Regions from separate parts of the Mus musculus genome. Here region 1 is linked to region 2. The links are chromatin contacts, called in public Hi-C maps. All regions are on one chromosome and are shown on one strand. Each heading gives the region's core, a stretch centred on a gene start, on an enhancer-like site or on the middle of the called end of the contact. The rest is flanking DNA. Distances are from core to core; before and after follow the strand shown. Region 1 has its middle 140 kb from the start of Otor. Region 2 has its middle 37 kb from the start of Otor.

What was found. Hi-C and Micro-C count contacts between places; a contact is called where the count stands out from the background.
Region 1: a contact with region 2 is called in a Hi-C map of cortical neurons, with 2.9 times the contacts expected there. The contact joins two enhancer-like sites. A contact is called at or near these places in 6 of 484 Hi-C or Micro-C datasets (cerebellum, cerebral cortex and cortical neurons) and 1 of 115 datasets of contacts at active chromatin or transcription factors (embryonic stem cells).

Annotation. Positions count from the first base shown.
Region 1 is chr2:143,216,828-143,219,527 of GRCm38.p6, forward strand. No RefSeq gene overlaps it. Among named protein-coding and RNA genes, the nearest start is that of Otor, 140 kb to the left of the region's middle. Within about 2 kb of position 1,449, at least 19 of the 459 cell types and tissues checked have an H3K27ac peak or open chromatin away from gene starts, as enhancers often do. A contact at or near this core is called in cortical neurons, where this site is marked.
Region 2 is chr2:143,113,570-143,116,269 of GRCm38.p6, forward strand. No RefSeq gene overlaps it. Among named protein-coding and RNA genes, the nearest start is that of Otor, 37 kb to the left of the region's middle. Within about 2 kb of position 1,337, at least 12 of the 459 cell types and tissues checked have an H3K27ac peak or open chromatin away from gene starts, as enhancers often do. A contact at or near this core is called in cortical neurons, where this site is marked.

The sequences.
Region 1 (2,700 bases), core at 199-2,698, 100 kb after region 2:
GAAGATCGTCAAGCTTCCACCATGTTGTTAGTGGTAGCAGGTGGAAGGCAGGAAAACAGTGAAGAGGTTGTAGCAAGAGAGATGGCTAGGCAGAGTGCAGCCGTAGGATCCTCACCAGAAGGAAAACATGAGATGCGTGAGTAGAGAGAATTCAGAGAGGGGCCACTTTCTTACACACACAGACTCCAGATCAGAAAGAGAAACAGATGGGGAGAAGATATAAAAGTGATCAACATTCAACAGATGTAAAATTATGCCCAATTACAGAGAAGGAAAGGAGAGACAAGTCAGGTGTGTTTATTCACTGATGGTGCCATTACTCCCCCCTTTCCCCAATGCTTTTTCCAGACAGGGTTTCTCTGTGTAACCTTGGATGTTCTGGAACTCACTCTGGAGACCTGGCTGGCCTTGAACTCAGTCTGCCTGCCTCTGCTTCTCAAGTGTCGGGATCAAAGGTGTGCCCAGCACTACTTCTTAGGTAAAGTGGCTTTCTTCGAAAGTGCTGCCTGGACTCAGTCCCTCTAGACTCGTGCTTATCAAAAAGTGAGAGAAGCGAAGCCATATGTAGAGCCCAAGGACTATCTTCCAGGAGGTCTTTGCCATGCACTGGGCACCATGTCCAGAGTGGTATGCGACCTGCCTGCTTGGTGTGCACTCTCCTGCTGAGGATGATGTGCAAGGAGACCTGAGCTGACACCTGCTCTGTATGACAGATAGCAAAGGATCCCATATTGCAGTAAAATTGGACACTGTAGTGATGTCTTGACCATGTCAGGATTCTCTGTCTAACCATGGAAAGATTCAGAGAGGAACAGAGATATCAATGCTATAAAGGAGAAACTCTTTAGGGCTTCAAGACAGCCTGCCCCACAATGTATGCTCAAACAGAAATGCCCTTCCTTGGCACTCATCAGGTTTGTGATTGTGGAGCTTCTGACTCTGGCAATAGTTGTAGTTCCCAGGGTGGCCCTCCCACCTCAGCCCTCTGTCACAACCTGCCACTAGGGTCATTTTTCACTACCCAACTTGCAAGCAAATTGTGCATCCTTGTTCAAGTAGGATGGGATAGGATCTTATCAAACAGGACTTACCAGCTGGAACCAGAAAAAAAAATATGTCCATCTGGCCTGGGCAATGTGCCCTCCTGGAAAATTACTGAATAGTGCCAACTTCTGTAAAAATACATTCCTTAAAATGCCAGCAGAAGGCAGAGACTTATGGAGACATGAAGAAATTATGCAGCCTGTGCAAATCCCCATCTATCACCAGCCCTGAGTAATGGGAATAAATGCCCACCCAGCCTCAGTGCCAAGAACATTAATAATTAGTTCATGGGAGCTGTCACTCAGGAATGTCCTGGCGGTGGTTCAGATTCCAGGCATGAGGGGATGTGATGCCAATGCACGGAGCCCACAGAGCAATGAGACATTTTGTTGTGCGTGGGTGGGCTGTCAGAAGCAACCCTCTCTCTACAGAGAGGCAGTGAGAAGTGACGACTTTGGGTCCAGGGATCTTGGCGAGTTAATCTAGCTGCCTTTTTTGTTCTCCCTGCATGCTTTGCAGAACTCTTGGTAGTGAGATCTTCCTCCTGAGGAATAAAGACAGCCAATCAATGCTCATCATAGAACTTTCTTGCCTCTTTCTGAGGCCATTGCCTGCCATGGTTGCTGAAAAGCCTCTTAAGTGACCACTCAAGGTCCTCCTCATGTTCCATCTTACCCCATGGTATGGGCTGGTGTGTCCTCTGAAAATGTATGTGTTCTAACCCCCGTGTTTCAGACTGTGACTGAGTTTGGAAGTAGAGTCTGTAAGGAAGCAAGTGGGTTAAAGTGATAGCAATTAAAGGACATCCGATTTGTATCATCTTAAGAAAAAGATATTTGGACATAGAACAAAGGCTAGACTACATGGGTATAAAAGATAAAAGGCGTCTGCTGTGCCAGCTCAGAAAAGAAGCCAGAGGAAACGAGGCCACGCAATACCTTCTTCTTCGACTTCCAGCTTCCAGAACTGTGATAAGTAAATAACATTGTGTTGTTTAAGCTCCCTTGCCTGTGTTTGTGAGGTTTTATTATGGTGTCCTAGCTGACAGCTGCAAATCTTTTTACTTGCTCCTTAGGCACTGAACTGCCCTTCAGCTGTCTCTCTAATGAACTTTGAAATGTTGACCACAGTAATGAAGTTACTATCAAATATGACCCATGGCTATTATGTCCTGTCCTCATCTGTGTCTTTTTAAATTCACCTCTTGAATTCAGGACTTTTCGCATGTTGAGCCAGTTGTACATTCAGCCTTTCTTCATCCTTCTTCCTGATTTCCATGTTTTTGTTTTTGTTTTTGGTTTTTTTTGTATTTTCACTTTTATGGAGAGTGTTTCACCAAGGTACCAGGCTGACCTAAAACTCACAATTCTCAGTCTTCCTTGCACCTAATCTCCCATTTTGGATTCCCACTTTCTGATCCCTTTACCCATGTTCTTCCCCTAATAACTGTTCCTCAAGTCAAATGCAGGTCCTCTTCTCCATAAGGCCTTCCTTATTTCCCAGGCTGATGGTCCATTGTCATTGAGCTTACGGAGGATAACATCTGACTTGCTTTTGTATTGTCTGTTGCTTCTGGAGTACTGCTTTGTACATTACAAGCCCATATCTGTTATGTAACTAAGAGAAAAACAGAGAATGGGGCTGTAGGAGGGAGTA
Region 2 (2,700 bases), core at 87-2,586:
AACTTTTTCCAAGTTCCTAATTACAGTATCACTGATAATGTTATATATATGCTCCATGCAAAGGTACTTGGAGGGCTGGTGAGATGGCTCAGTGGGTTAGAGCACCCGACTGCTCTTCCAAAGGTCCGGAGTTCAAATCCCAGCAACCACATGGTGGCTCACAACCATCCATTAAGGAGATCTGACTCCCTCTTCTGGAGTGTCTGAAGACAGCTACAGTGTACTTACACATAATAAATAAATGAATCTAAAAAAAAAAAAAAAAAAAAAAGGTACTTGGAGTCCTCAATTTTTCAGTGTAAAAGAACAAAGTTTGGAGAATTGAATTGAGAGCTCATAATATGAAATCTACATCTTACCAGCAGATGGCACCACAAACACATAAAACCTAAACTTGAGGCTTTGGTTAAGGTGGAAATGTAAGAGATTTACATACATCAGTTGCAAATGAGATCTAGCTTTCCCCAAAGGAGATTCTTCTCTGCCTTTGGTTGCTCTTTATGTGAAAAGGAAACTGCCTTAAGTGGCCTGCAGATTACTCTGAGAGTGGGCAGAGATGCCTCACTAATCATACTCACCCCAGTGCCCATAAACTAATTATCTCCTTGGCCAAATCCATAGACTGACTGTATCTCAGAGCGATGTCTCTCTGCATGGTAGCCATGCAGTATGGTCAGACATGTCAGTTCCCTAGCATCACAGAGAGCTGTACAATAGAACCCAGAATTTACTCCTTGGGGAATGTGTTCTAAGAAACCACATTATTCCAACGATATATGCACGTGCCTCTCCTGCTGTGACATCACAGATTGCTGTAAGTTGAGTTTAGAGGATTCTCTTTCCTAACCAGCCTTGCAATCTCTAAAATGTGTCTTTCTCTTCTGTGTATCAATGACAGCATACTCCAACATAACTTGTCCATCTTGACTCTCTGTATCTGTGCACTGTGGAAGTTAATGTCATTTCTACAGGGAGACCTAACTCTGGAGCAGACCTGCTTCCATTAACCTTTCTAAGTTCCTGTTTTGCACACAAATCCCCTTTGCTGTATTGACTCAAGCTTGCTATTTTTCCCTCCAGATTTTAATGTCTCTGCTTTTCTGGAGGGAATCCCCATGTCTCGTGCTGACTTAGTGTCTCAGCCTTGCTCCAAATGATTCACACTCCTTTTCTATCCACCAGTAGATGAGAAAATGCAGTACGGTTCCTATGGAATGTTGGAGGGACATGCAATGGCCTAGCATGGCTACTACATTGCAGTCTCTCCCATCCCACCCCACTTTCCAGGCATTCAAGTAAACCAGCTTGATCAGGGAGCTTTAGGTGGCCGAGTTCCAAAATCTGCTCCGACAGATTGTTTCTGGGTTTCTGCAGTGACAGCCTCCTACTCTCAACTCTGCCCAAGAATGCCTGAGACCCAACCATTTTTTTTTTTTTAACTTTCACTAGAAGCTGACTGGCAGGTGCATTGGTGAGCAATGTGCTGCATTTGTGGGAGGTTTCAGAGATATGCAGAGGTCCACAGACGTGGAGTGGTACTGCAGTAGAGTCATAGCAGTGCCACTTCTCTTTGATCCTGGCCACCTTCCATGACACTTGCTCTAGCCTGCACCATCCCTTTATTCTTGTCGCCTCTTCCTCCAACCCCTCATCCCTCCCTTTTGAGAAGAAACACCATTTCTCCCATCCCTTCTGCAGTACAGAGGCCCCCAAACCATCTCTCATGGTGCACACCAAGTTTTTTCTTTAAGTTAAAATGCCGTGATCTCTCTGTGTGTTCATTAATCTTCACTGTGATTAAGGGTGTGGAAGCAGCCAGCACCTGACTGTGGTGTGTATAGGAGGGGTCTCTGGCAGGAGATTATGATCAGCTACAGTGACCCCGATAGCATTTCCGTGACTGAATGCAGGCAGCTTCAAAAGCACACACACACACACACACACACACACACACACACAGAGAGAGAGAGAGAGAGAGAGAGACCAGGAGAGACATATGCACACACTCTCTTTCTCTGGCCCCTACACCAACCACCGTGAGACTCTGCTAACAGGAAGACCACCACTGATAGCCCTAGGACTGAGAGCTAAAATCAATGTATGAGTCAGTGGTATTGTGCTAGTATGCAAAAAGGAAAAGAAAAAGAAATGTGTACAAAGAGCTTTTAGCCCAACAAATAATGACTAGCTTTCCCCCATCTCCTCCTCCATAGGTTATATGTGGTGCAGTACAGGATAGTCTCAAACTCACTACGTAGGCCAGAGTGGCATTGAACTAACATTCATCCAGTCTTAGCCTCCTGATGCTGCTATCACCACTAAACTCAGGAAAAAACAGATTTTCCTTTATATATTTGGAATTGCAGTTTCTCTTAAATTTGGCTTCCTGACTATCAAAGTCAAGAATTTTTACAGGACTGATGTGTTCAGGGGGTGATGACAGAGGGCACAGAGACAACCAAAAGCTCTAGAGATCGCCCGAATGCTTCTCAGCTCTGATGGCCAACAGGCTTTTATTTCTCTAGGTGCTGGCAGGATTTATGTCAACTTGCCACAAGCTGAGAGGAGTGACCCTCAACTGAGAAAGTGCTTTTATAAGGCTGGGCTGTAGGCAAGCCATTAGGGCGTTTACTTAATTCATGACTGATGTGGGAGGGTCAGGTCCATTATGGGTGGGGCTACCCCTGAGCTAGTGGTCCT